Regions from separate parts of the Zea mays genome. Here all the other regions are linked to region 3. The links are chromatin contacts, called in public Hi-C maps. All regions are on one chromosome and are shown on one strand. The core of a region is the stretch at or near the end of the contact, and the rest is flanking DNA. Distances in the headings are between cores, read along the strand shown.

What was found. A called contact is a pair of places that touch in the nucleus more often than the background predicts.
Region 1: a contact with region 3 is called in a Hi-C map of ear, with 4 times the contacts expected there. The contact joins two enhancer-like sites. A contact is called at or near these places in 2 of 25 Hi-C or Micro-C datasets (ear and tassel).
Region 2: a contact with region 3 is called in a Hi-C map of ear, with 2.2 times the contacts expected there. The contact joins the promoter of LOC100192731 here to the enhancer-like site in region 3. A contact is called at or near these places in 2 of 25 Hi-C or Micro-C datasets (ear and tassel).

Annotation. Positions count from the first base shown.
Region 1 is chr2:75,076,503-75,081,117 of Zm-B73-REFERENCE-NAM-5.0, reverse strand. No RefSeq gene overlaps it. Among protein-coding and RNA genes, the nearest start is that of LOC103646591, 5.7 kb to the right of the region's middle. Within about 2 kb of position 2,072, at least 19 of the 20 cell types and tissues checked have an H3K27ac peak or open chromatin away from gene starts, as enhancers often do. A contact at or near this core is called in ear, where this site is marked.
Region 2 is chr2:75,043,184-75,047,716 of Zm-B73-REFERENCE-NAM-5.0, reverse strand. LOC100192731 reads left to right here and starts at 2,081. Exons shown (of 1, transcript NM_001137931.3): 1 at 2,081-3,296. The coding sequence starts at 2,475. The coding sequence ends at 3,200.
Region 3 is chr2:74,879,669-74,884,493 of Zm-B73-REFERENCE-NAM-5.0, reverse strand. No RefSeq gene overlaps it. Among protein-coding and RNA genes, the nearest start is that of LOC103646589, 62 kb to the right of the region's middle. Within about 2 kb of position 2,168, at least 9 of the 20 cell types and tissues checked have an H3K27ac peak or open chromatin away from gene starts, as enhancers often do. A contact at or near this core is called in ear, where this site is marked.

The DNA of each region.
Region 1 (4,615 bases), core at 823-3,322, 200 kb before region 3:
CTTACCTGCGAATTGTGTCACGACACCCCTAACCCACAGCGTAGGCGGGCAGGCGGCGATCTGTTAGGGAATGTGACGACCCATGTCGGCCATGTGCTAAGGGAAACACTACAAAGGAGCAGTGCGGTCACCAGGATGATGCATCGAATATCAGAATATTGTTGTTCATCTCCCTTCTCCACTTTCCTCTCTCCCATGTATCCTCTACCTTCCTCTCTAGGTTCTTCTAAACCCTTCTAGAGTGGCTTCAGCATTCTTCTCCTATCCTTAATCCTCATGTTGTTCTTCCTTTTCGGACTATAATTATTTGTAATCACTGCTGTTGAGTTTAATAAATACACACTAGTAGTGAGTTGTTAACAATTGGTATCAGAGGAGTCAATTCTCGGTCAAGTTCCATGGATCCTGCTGCCCTCAAGTTTCTCCTCGATGAGATTGGCAGACTTTTCTATGAGAAGAGCGCGAAGTGGGATAGAAGGTTTTCTCGGTGGAATGTGAAGCGGGAGCCAGAACCATACCTCAGAGATGAAGTTACAGCAGAGGAAGTAGCGACCAGCGATCTGCGCGAGGCACGCGATCTAGAACGGGAAGAGGCCGAGCATGCGGAGCTCCATGGAGATAGGAGCCAGGGAGGACCGATGCGGGGCGAGAGGTCGCGCTCGCGGCACATGTGCTTGTCGCCGATGCGTGCGTAGCCAGAATCGTCGACGGCGTCGTGCCCTTCGCCGCACCAGCGAGAAGCACACCCCAGTCGCGGTCAACTCCTACGTCCCAGCCTTCGCCGCTCGGTTTAACGGTTTCTACCTCGACCACATGGCCTTCCTCAGCAACGGGCCCAACTTTGACCTTATTGGCTCCGTCGTCTCCAAGGACAGAGAGGAGGCCAACAAGTGCATGCCCTCGCAGGACAAGCCTATCATCAACATTGATCTGCCAGACTACATGGAGACATCGTTTCCGGAGTCGGCCCTCCACGACGTTCCCAGCGCCAACTGCCCAACTACATGGAGGCGCTCACCATTTGTTCGACTCTAGGGCTCGGCCTCACTGAGCACGCCATGGATGAGCTCATTAGGATGGCGCAGGCCAGCGAGCACTTGTGGGTGAAGATTGGCGATCACGAGGTGCTCAATGTCAACACGTACGACAGCATCTTTGCCAAGCCAGATGGCTCGTTCTGTGGCCTCGACGTGCACATCGACGCAAGGTTCAGCGCCCCCCTGTCGCGCTCGTGCTGCCTCCCATCGGGATGCCTCATCATCGACATGGCCGACGGCTCCTCCAAGGTGACCTGAGTCGAGCACATGGAGATCCAGGACAGGGTTCCATCCACTTGCTCTGCCACGGCCTCGTCCTCAGCGGGGCGGTGTTCGGGGCCAGTGCGGTCACCAGGATGACGCATTGAATATCAGAATACTGTTGTTCATCTCCCTTCTCCATTTTCCTCTTTTCCATGTATCCTCTACCTTCCTCTCTAGGTTCTTCTAGACCCTTCTAGAGTGGATTCAGCATTCTTCTCCTATCCTTAATCCTCATGTTGTTCTTCCTTCTAGACTATAATTCTCTGTAATGGCTAATGTTGAGTTTAATCAATACACACTAGTAGTGAGTTGTTAACATGATCTCCTGACTCCGGTGAGCAATTGATTGATAGCCACACGCTCCTCTGGCTCCATAGACCCATAGCCATGATCCATGGCTCCTGAAGAATCTCCCAGACCTACTTGCTCAACCTCTGATAACGACGCTCCCTGGTTCCGCTTACGGTGGTGCCCTCTCTGCGGTTCGTCGTGGAAGCAAGGGGATAAGCTGTAGAATTCTCAACGGGGGTGCGACGACCACGAGTTTATATCCTCACGCCTTGGCCTGGTGGCAAACAACATCAGACTATGGTGCCCGGATCGAATCTTCCCCTTCGTGATCTCTGTGTTCGGATTGTAACTACTCGGCTGGGTTTGTTGCGATAGAGATGGAGCTGACGAGGCGGCCCCACCTCTTAGAGACACTATCACATGTGAACACAAGGAAGAGAGGCTGACCACCGAGGGCCCCTAGGTCGGCGTCGCACGAGCGTGGGCGACTCGGTTTAAGTTGGGCCGGCACGGTGGATGCGGTCATATGGGCCTAGGGTGACGGAAGGGAAGTGAGGAGTGGGCCAAAGAGGGGGGAAACCAGCCCAAGTGCCAATTTCCCTTACTTATTTTTCTGTTTTCATTTTCCTAATTTCAATTCAAGTTTAAATTTAAATTTTGAATTGTATTTAAATGGAGTTCAAACTTCAAGCCTATTTAAATGCACAAACCAAAATCTCGGCATGGATTCAAAATTTAGTTTTATTTATTTATTACCTTAGCTAAGCAAAGGTTTTAAAATGTGCAAGTCATACCAAAAATAGTTACTTTGAGAATAATAAATCCTAGAGTATATTTTTTATTAAGAGATTTTTTTAACTTAAATATATAGTTAAACAAAAGGGATGGCTAAATTCATATAGTGATTCTTTCATTTTTTTTTGTTAGCAAACATATTTATTCTAGGAGATGTATCCTTAAAGGTAAGAGAAATTCTTATTAAAAGATATTCTAATGCTAACTTATGGAGAATCCTACCAAATATCAGAATGAGATTTTGAGGTGCTACACATGTGTAAGCTGGTATGAGACCTGTTTATAGTATTTTTGGTAACCTGAAACCCGAAAACTGTTTTGAATGTTGTGCATGTTGCTTTTTGAGTTTTTGGTAACCTGAAACCTATTGTGTATGATGTGCATATTGCTTTGTGGAAACCTAAAATATGTTTTGTATACAACAACTTCTATGCTGGTATTAGATTGAAACCATAGAAGCTGATGTTTTGTATGCTGCTTGTGTGCACAAGGTTCCACAAAGCTTCTATGGTTCAGACCAAAGAAGCGGTTATTTTGTATGGCACTCTTTTACTATGTTATGCTGAAAAAGTATTGAATTGTTAGAGTGTTGGCAAGAAGAGCTTTGCTTATAGTACTGCACAAGTTGACCAGAACTCACAATGGATGAAGCCACATACCCAAAAGGATGGAAAATGATCAAAGAAGACCTCCCAATTAGGGTCAGATGTCAAGTAACTAAATTGAGGGTCACCATTTGTAATTCTGAATTAATGTTTAGTAACATAGATTGATATGCATTTGTTGCTGCCAAGGTAGTTTCAATCATCTCAATAACTATATAGCTTCTAGACAATGACGAAACATATAACTTCTTGTTTTCCATGTCAACCTTGTTTATCTCTTGCTTGTTTGTCTTTGCTCCTGGCTTGCCATTACATACCTGGCTTGCCATTACATACTATAAGCTTCTGCAGTTTTCACATATGGCGTGACATGTGTGCATTATTGTGGTTGTGTAACTTGCAGATTTCCACTTGACCGTTAACTTGCTTGATGCATGTCCAGGTCATGAATTTCATGTTGTGAGGGGAACAAATTCCAACATGGTGTGGTGAACAGACCAGACCAGAGCAGGGACACAAAGGTTCAGCAGATGTACAAATGTTTGATAGGAGAGATATAGTTTGTGTGACATTATGTTGCTTGTTTCTTAAATAGTCAACATTTTTATAAATTTTATGTTATCTCGATAGGCCACACATAAGAACACCTTATCTTCTAGTGGTATCACATGGCTAATGCAACTAGGTTGTTGTTAGGTCATTGCAATATAAGTCAAATGGATCGTTGTAGAAGATACTTCCTCCGTCCCAATTTATAATTCGTTTTACTTTTTTATCCTAAGTTTGACCGACTCGTCTATTGGTCACTTGTTCTCAAATGTTGTGAGTCAAGAACAAGGCAACACAATTGTTAATCGTTAAGGACCTTCGTCCTTCGAAGCATTATCTCCTTGCGGGTATAATACTTCTTAGACGAAGGAATAGAAGGACATACCTTCATCATATCAATATAAGGATAGAAATGCGAGGGAATAAGTATGATAATTAAATCTTAATAATTCATTTATTCTTGCATTTCATAAAACATAAACGAATATCAACAATGTTAATATTAAATTGATACCTTCGGCTTGCTCGAAGGTGACGATGCGAGAGAGTGAATACAATTCAGCATGAACAGTACGGGGCACTGTTCCATCTATTTATAGGCACAGGATGCAGCCCGGGTGAAATTACATCCATGCCCTTGAACATTTGTTTACAAGCAACTCAAATTAATAAGGTCTATCTAGTCCTTTTCCCTTCTCTGATTGGTCTGGGCCGAAGCTACTAAGCTTCCGCATTCTGCATTGTTGCTTCTGAAGGATTACGGGGAGGCTACGCTAGCGCAAAACAAAATTTTCAACCCCATAATACCAAGAACTACTGCGGTTATAGGTCATGGAATTACCACTAGACGCGCAGAGCAGCGGAAGACGTCTCGATGTAGACGAACGCGTCGAGCAGTGCCGTGCAGTCGTCGGCGTCATTCACGTCCTCGCACGGTTCGTCCTAGTGCTCCAGATGCAGCACCTCCGAGGTATCCACACGTACAAGGAGGAAGCGTCGCGTACCGAACTGCTAGGTTCGCGACAGCGGCTTGGCGAGGGCGAGAGGTGAGCGGTGGCTGCTCGTTTGCTAGTG
Region 2 (4,533 bases), core at 832-3,331, 160 kb before region 3:
GTTTTTTTACATTCACCTCCTTAGACACACTCGAACACACAACTCAAGATACCTATTATACATGCCCTAATCCCAACCACATCTATGAAGTTTTCTTTAGGGATCACTGTAGTCACCAGCCGTCTCTAAAAGTCCTCTATTTTTAAAGATATGTGTTGATACACTACCGGACATAAGCTCTTTGTCGAGTGCCCCAGACACTCGGCAAAGACCATTTTACACTCGACAAAGCCTTTGCCGAGTGTTACACTCGACAAAGAATACTCGACAAACATTTTATCAGCAAAGGGTTCTTTGCCGAGTACTTTTTTGGACACTCGACAAAGCCTTTACTGAGTGTCGAAAAACACTCAGCAAAGAAAAGCACTTGGCAAATTAAGAATCACAAAAAAACCTCAAAAACAGCAAAATATTTTTTAAATTAGGGGAACAACTCCCTAACCACTTCCATTGCCCTACTCATCGCCATATCATTTTCATCATTTTTTGAATCAAATTTACATGTTTTGTGAATGGTGAGATTCAAACTGAACCTCTCTCTCGCGCATAACCTTATCTACCACTACACTACTACATCAGTTATCTCTGTATTATGTTTTTCATTCCTCATGTAGTATAACAAACCGAGAGTAATTTGATTAGTTTAGACACTAAATGAATCCAATTGAAAATATTGCCAACTATAAAGTTGTATAACTTTTCAAGATCTACAAGTTCTATTTTGATAGTTTCTACGTCCGAGTCCGTTTACAAAATTTAAATTTCAAATTTGAAAACTTCACACGAATTTTTTTATGATAAGATGATTTCAAATTAAAAATTTGTCAATTACAAAGTTTCATTACATTTCAAGACCTACAACTTTTATTTTAGTGTTTTTTCCATCCGATGTAGTTTGAAAAATCCAAAATTTAAAATTCAAACATAGTTTTGCATGACAAGGTAATTTCAAACCAAAACACTATCAACTATAAAGTTTCATAACTTTTCAAAACCTATAACTTTCATGTTGGTGGTTTTTCCATTCGAGGTCGTTTTCAAAATTAAAATTTGTTAAATTCAGATGTAGTTTTTGTTGACAAGATGACTTCAAATGAAAAAGTTGCCAACAATAAAATTCTATAACTTCTCAAGATCTACAAAGTTTATTTTGTTTATTTGGTTATTTGTTCATCCACATGATGGTTCTAACATTATTCACAAATCTTGTATATCTCTCTTGTTGTTTCATAAACTACGAGAGAAATATGTTTTATTAACAAATTTACTTTTATTTTGTCATATGAAGAAATGATCAAATATAAATTATATATCTTGATGAGTTATACAAATTTGTAATTGAAAACTTTTCATTTGAAATTAATTTACCGCTTCAAAATATGATTTTTAAACTATCTTTGCCTAGTGTTGAAAAAAACACTTGGCAAAGAAGCTCTTTGCCTAATGTCAAAAAAACAATTGGGAAAGAAGCTCTTTAACTAGTGTTAAAAAAACACTCGGCAAAGAAACTCTTTGCCGAGCGTCAAAAATAAAAATACTTGACAAAGAGTTTCTTTGCCGAGTGTTTTTTTACCGAGAGTTTTTTACTTGGCACTCGGCAAAGAGCTTTTTTGTCGAGTGCCCGAAAGAAAAACACTCGGCAAATCATTTTGTACTTGGCAAAGAGCCGAATTCCGGTAGTGATAATAGTCACCTATAGAGATAAATTTATAGAGACGGCCGGGGTTAGAGCTACCTCTATAACTTATCTTTAAAGACGGTTTATTTTATGGGGCGTCTTTGTGTTTTGAAAATCATTTTTAGTACATAAAGAACAAAATAATTTCAATTTTATTATGATGTAATAAGAATCTTCGTTGCCTAAAAAGCCTAGATATGATATTTAGCTGGCCTTTCCGAAAGAAATCCATATATGCTGAGCTATGTGTGACAAAGACACACACGATGTATCTTAAGAATCGAGTTGTTCGTTTGAGTTTAATGCCAAGCCAACTGTTCGGACTGTTGTAGTTGTGTAATCTATGTAATCTATAAAGACAAAACAGTATAAAATTATAGAAGTCGGTACGGATCAAAGCCTGATGTCCAATCCACGTACTCTTCTTTTACCTCTTTATTGAAGGTTAAGCACAAGAACAATGTTCCCCAAAGAACAAAGAACATAATTACTTAAAGTACAGTTCCCATCCATTTCTAGCTACTTAAACCCTAGTTCAAGAAAAGCATCTTCGTCTGCATACCACCTTTATTAACCCCTTCTACTTACATGCATGTAATTTTTCGGTCGATCTCCAAGTTATTCATACAGCAGCGGTAGCCTTGGCAGACCAGACCAGAGAGGCAAAAATTGCTAGTAGCAGTAGCAGTAGCAGCTAGAAGCCATGTTAATAATTTTTGTTTCACCATGCACACTACCTCTTAATTAAGTGTTGCTGGTTAATTCATTAGTTGGCACTTGGCAGCACGGATGGACGATGGATGTGAATGAAGATGCATGCACGATGCGGTGGCCATGGGCGTCAGGCGGTGCTCCTCTCGAGCATCTCGCAGAAGCGCTTGAAGGAGTCGAGCTTCTGCAGCTTGAGCTGGCGGTGGATGCGGCGGATGAAGACGTCGGCGACGTGGTCGATCTCGTCCTCGAGGCTGAACTCGGCGGCGTTGCCGTCGCCGGCCTCCCGCGCCCTGGCGTCGCGCATGACGTCGATGACCGAGCCCGGCGCGTTGACCAGCTCGTCGTCCTCGTCGGCGAACAGCGAGTGGGTGAGGTAGTCGTCGCTGTCCTCCTCCTCCTCCTCCTGCGGCGGCGGCTCCGCCTCGTGGGCGCCCAGCTCCGCGGAGAAGCTGTAGCTGGGGGGCTTGTAGAGCACGATGGCCTTATTCCTGCCGCCGCCGCCGCCGCCGTCTTCGTCGCTGCTGTCGCGCTGCTGCTTGCCGGCGCCGTTGTCTGCTGCTTCCTGCTGCTGCCCCATGATGGCGTGGATCTTGTGGTTGATGGCGGTGACGAGCAGCTTCTTGTTGCGGAGGATGCCGAAGATGAGGAGGCGCGTCTTGAGGGCGCTGGTCTTGACGCGCACCGCCGTGGACTTGGCCTTGACTACCGCCACGATGGTCGACACCATCTGCTTCAGGAACCTCGACGCCTTGCCCTTCATCTTAGTTGTTACACACTTGCCTCGCTAGCTTGCAGCTGCAGTATGTAGCGGCTGTAGCGTGGAGAGATTCTTGTGGATGGTGGTGTCAGTGTGTGTGTATGTGACGGACAGTACTGGCCGGCTAGCGACGATTGGAGTGTGTTGTTGGATGGTTGGACATGGAGTTTGGCCTGTGGGACGCCGTGGGTATATATAGAGGTCGGCTGGGCACAAGCCCTCATCTTGAGGGGCAGGAATGGAGCTAGGGCACAGGGGCAGGGTCGAGGAGGAGGATATCTGGATTCTGGAGCCTGCAGCCAGGAGGAGGTCAGCACTCAGCAAGTGGTGGGCTTTGTGTGTTTGCATGCATGTGCTGCTAGAAGCTTCAGGGTTACTCTGGAACCAAAAGCAACCGGTTTAACACCGCACGACACGGGGTGGATATCCCCCCGGGTTAAGGAATGGAATGGGCGCGAGAACAGAGGAAAATATGATGCCGGGCGCGCCAAAGGTTAGCGAGAAAGCGAAAGCAGCCGTAACAACAGGTGATCAAAGGCGGTGGGCACGCACGCACGCATGCATGCATGCAAATTAAGCTGGCTAGTACGGAGAGTAAAAGTTGATGGATGCGTCGTGTCTGCGCGCGCGCTTTGCGCTCTCAGAAAAATAAAAGGAGCTTGGGGGATGGGGGGTGTGGCATCATGCATGCATGGTCCAGCTACGCTGTAGCCAAACGCCCAGCCATATGGGATCACCGTCAAGGATTACAGATCCGCTCCAAAACTGGCGAAACCCGGTCCGGTTTCCCGCTATTGGACCGGACCGGCCGGTAATAGTTTTTTTCGAGTGATGTGTTTTTTAAACTCGTCTAAAATTTAAAAAGTTTGAAAAAAAATAAAAAATGAAGCCGGTAAAAACACAATGAAAACATGTAAAAAGCAATGGTTTGTCGCTGAGAAAACCGATAAACCATTTTACTTACATTTGAAATGCAAACCGGTCGACAAATTTGAAAATCGGTTTCTCAATCAGGAAAACTGGTTTCTGGTTTCTCAGTGGGTTTTAGCGGTTTACTGGCAGGTTACCATTTTTTTAAAGCATTCCTCTTTTGGCTAGATCCAATCTCCCAGCCGGTGCCTCCAGGAAGGGAGGATTAGGGAAGCCCTATTGATTACTGCTTTCTCCGGACCGCCGAGAAAAGCAAGGCTCGAATGGTACGATCCATCGAAGACACATGCCATGATTTTCAAATCTTTTCTATTTAAGTAGTTTAAAGTAGTCTACATTTCTCGGTGAGGTTAATTAATTCCGTCGTTGTGGTTGGACTCTATTATGGACTTCTAACCACATTCTCCATATGTCCCTCTTAGATCTCCTTTCTCCAATCTTTGTATCAAAACCG
Region 3 (4,825 bases), core at 919-3,418:
GTATATAAGCATGGTTCATGGATTATTGCGGAACAACTGGAAATAAACAGATAACAATATAAACAGGATGATTGTACAATTAAGACAGACAGATATAACATATCATAATACGATAGAACAGAGGTACATACGACATATATAATATGCAGAATATAAAACAGTAACGAACTGAATTGATCATACCCTCCCATGCGTTCCGAGGATCCTGATCCTTGTCCAACTTCTCTTGTCATCCGATCGAGATGAAGACGCCAGGAACCAGCGATGAAGACAACGACAGACGTTGGGCAGTCGCGAAGGCGCTCCCAAAAACCTAATTGCCGATCCCCCGAGCAGGGTCTCGAACGGCAAGGACTTCGGAGGCACCTGCCCTCTCGCCTCTCTGTGCGCGTAGAGCCACGAGATGGAAATACCCTCACTCGGCGGCTGAACTGTGATTCTGAAAGTGCTCGCGTGTACCGAGTGACAGGGGTGCTCCTCTATTTAACCTCTCGCAGAGGGAAGCTGAAGGAGAAAAGTCGCCAAGTCACGCCAAGAGTCGGCCAGCTCTAGCCGAGTTATGCCATGAGTCGGCCAGCTCTCGCCGAGTCACGCCATGAGTCGGCAGCTGAAGGAGAAGGGTCACTCGGCTGACGTACGCGGTTAGTGAGTGCTAAAAATTAACACAAGTGGCACGTCCTTGTCCATTTCTTGACTTCTCAAGTTAAGTGGAATAAATCCCACCATATAAGTCAAGGCAAAAGACCCTTGGACTTCCAATGTGGTACTATTGGTATTCTCCACCATTACACACCATAGAGTTTATTCAATAAATGGACCAAGCCCATAAAAGATCCAACACTGCAACCTCAAAATTATTTTCTATCTCAGTTTGATCATCTCTAGGACCATCGTTAATGTCAACAACATTATCAATATCAATTATAGGATCTTGCTCAAGGGTCTGATTGGCAGATGACACTTGTGATTCTTTTAGAACAAACCTATCCATAGATCCTTTCATAGATTGAGTTAAATTTTCAATTCTTTGTTTCTTCTTACGTTTTTGATAGCCTGAATCATGTTTTCTAATTGGATTTGACTAGAAGACATGACTTTGATGCACTGTTCAATAAACACAGGAATATATATAGGATGTCATGTAAACAAAAATAAAAACAAATTGCTATACGCGTAGACATAGTAAATGAATAGATTGTCTTGGGCAATTACCTGCAGGCGAAATGGAATTTTGGAGGATCACTGGATCAGCGATTCAGCATCTTGGGACTTGGGAGGAGGAGCCAAGTAGCCAGCATCCAACAACATCTAGACACGACAGGTCAGGTCAGTAGAAAACTGGAAATTGAGATTTGAGAGAAGAGGAGCAGTCTGCAGTCGTGCAACAGGAATTGGGAACAAGGGACTCACGCTGTCACGCCCGCTGCCTGGAAAAGTCAACTAGCAGAGCAGACCAATAGCGGTAGGTATTAGGGAAACTTTTTTGGGGCCTCCACAAATTCATGGACCCTGTACGGTCGAACTGGCCGCACATGCTCAGGCCACTTCTCCTTTCCAAGGTAAGACTGAGCTTCTAACCACTCGAACTCGAGCTCATATTCATTTGTGCTATACAAAAAATATATATTATAAATATTATGAATATAGAAACCGTAGTAACTCAGGGACAACTAACTAGTACCTACTTATATTAAGTCCCTCTACTAAAAAAATAATTTTAGAATACATGCCACTATTATTTTGAGGAGAACAAAAAACTAAGTGTCTCCCAAAAATTCTAGACGTTTAAAAGAAATTCAGAGGTACACAATCTATTTTATGAGGCGGTTCAAAAAATGTCATTTATGTAAGTTGATTAATATAAAAACTAGCCTCATAAAAGATCTGCCTCTGTTAATACTTAGGGCCTGTTTGGTGGGCTGGCTCGGGCGCCACACCACGCCACCCTCCGGCTGCCGCGGGTGTGGCGCCCAAATCGGCCGCCGCAGGTGTGGCGGGCTGCGGCGCCGTAGGCTCCTCTCCAAACAGACCCTTAATATGTCAAACCCGAGCACACAACGAGGTTCATATAACCTAAAAGAAAAGCTAAACTTTTCGTGAGCCGTTTTCGAGGCATCGTCAGCCCAGCCCATATCTCATCTCTCTTCCGAGCACGAGCGGACTTGTTAGCCCACCTGCATTGCCTGACGTGCTGCAGGACGAGGTGTAGTATCTTGGGCATGCCAGCGTGTGCGTCGCGTTAATACTCGCGTTAATAACGTATGGTTGTGTGGGTAGTCTGTGACTAAGGGCTTGTTTATCTACCTCAAGATTATATAATCTAGCTTAAGTTAAAAACCAAACAAACATCATAGAATATTAGGATTAGGTGGAGTATATAATCTAGATGCCTAAATTATGATAATTCATAAGCAGTTCATTAGGTACCTAAATAATCTACAAGCTAGAGTACATAATCATTACTATAGGACAGACGATTATTTTCGGCGGCGTTTATTTTCGGTGGTATATGGCCTATTTTCGGCGCCTTCTGGTCGGCTAAAAAATAGTTTCTATTTTCGGCGGCCACGCTGAGGCCACCGAAAATAAGTTATTTTCGAAGGTTTTACTCGGACGCCGAAAAAAACTTGTGATTTTCATCGGTCTAACTACAGCCGCCAAAAACTATACAGATTTATTTTTGGCGGCCTAGACATGTCCACCGAAAATAAGTAATTTCAGAGAAAAATATGAAAAAATGTAAAATCACAACAATTTCAACGACAACAATATAATCACAATGTTATGACAGCAACAAAATTTCAGAATTACACACATTCAACACAAAATATCACAATTCACCACAATTCCTCACAAAATACATCACAGTCCACCAAAATACCTTACAAATCCATTATAATCTACCACAAACTCACAATTCCATCACAAATACATCATAATCTATCGGTGACGGTGTGTGTCAGCGGCAGCAGGCGACTTCACAGCCGGGCGAGGCGAGGGCGGCGGCGGCGGTCGACGCAGAGAGATAAAGGGGTGCGCGGTCGGGACAGAGGCAGGGGCGCGCGGTCGGGCAGAGAGAGAAAGGGGTAAAAGGATTTTTAAACCGTTAATTTTAGACGGTCTTAGGTTGGCCGTCGAAAATAGCGGTTATTTTTGGCGGCTGTGTCAGTGGCTGTCGAAAGCAAGGCTATTTTTGGCGGCAATTGCAGAGCGCCGAAAATAACCATTATTTTTGGTGGCCAGAGCCTTATCGCTGAAAATGCTTACTGTTGTTGTTGTGCATGTAAGGAAACAAATAAGGCCTAAGTGAGAGGTATAAATTATGATACTTGCGTGTGTCTTGAGAAGGGGTATAAGAAACCTAAACAAAGAATACTCTGTTTGAATAATTCATCGTTTCCCTCTTTTGTGTCCTTCCTATGCGGGACTCCTCCTTGTGTCCGTATCCGGACCTTCGATCGTGAGAAGTCTCCTCCCTATGTCTGGGCTTAGACTGTCTCTAGAAAGGTCCCCTAAATTCCATCCCCTAAAGAAATATTTTATGTCCTTTACAACACACTCTAAAAGATTATGTTCTCTATATTTTCTCAGTCTCCAGCAACGTCCTCTATATCTTATTCTCTATATTTTATAAACTATACTAATACAAATTATCAACTTCAAATATTGTATATTATATTAGCTAAGTGCAACGTTAACTCTAACAAGACGGTCATCGGATTCCAGCCAAGCAAATAAACTAGGCCGAGGGAGGAAATGGAATAAAAATCACCCGCCAGCAAGAGCCGCTTGGGCGCCTCACTGCCACCATGGAATCGACTTCCTTCCTATTTGCAGCAGCCGGCGTGGAGGAAGGGGCACAGTAGGACCAGTGGCCTCACCAACAGCGACAAGAAGCTGCCCGAAAGAGGGGCCAAGGCAGATAGCGGACGCACGAGAAGTCTCTAGATTTAGCGTGTACGGTCGTGGTCCTCTATTATACCGAATTATTTACTGGACGTTGCTGGACGCCGTAGCGGACGTATAGAGCGCTAAATATAGCGGATAGATCCATTTAGCGGACCTTGTTGGACACAGCCTAACGGTTGCACCTTAGCGTGATTTTTTTTCTTCCTTGTCTTGTACAAAGAAAGATCGAGGGCTCCTTGCCGATGGTGCAACTTAGATCAAGTCCTAACGGTTGCACCACCTTCTTGTCAGCGGTGCAAGTCCAGCCGAGAGAAGTAGTGCAATGGTGTTGGGTTGAGCCCTCTGATGGCGGCACAAGTCCAACCATGAAGAAGCAGCCGGCTAGGTGAGCCCCTTTGATGACGGCGTCAGGGATGGCCAGGGTCGGTCTTACATTTTAGGGGCTTTGAACCAAAACTAACTTGGTGCCCCTCTCATCTCATTCTATATGTGTATGTATGTAATATATATTTATATATAAATTTGTTAAAAACATGATTGTTGACCATAAATATTTTTTCAATAATTTTAGTTTTAAAAGTTTTTTTGGTAAATGGAACAATTACTTAGATTCAATATACAATCTATACTACTTCTTAAAACAGTAGTGTAGGCGTCCACACGGTGCACGGTTTTGCCCTCCACGCCCGCCAGCCCCTGCCTCCGTGGCCCCCTTCCCTCGCCCTCCGACCGTGATCCCTGCCGGCAAACCCGACCGCCATCCTCCTCCCCCGCCTCCCTTCCATCCTAGCCCACCCCTTCCATACTCCTCCCCGCATCCCGTCATCCTCGCCAACCTCGCGGATGTGCACCACAATCCTCGCCCCCACGTCCGCGCTCGAATGATGAAAGCCGTGCCCACCTCGTTGAGCTTCAA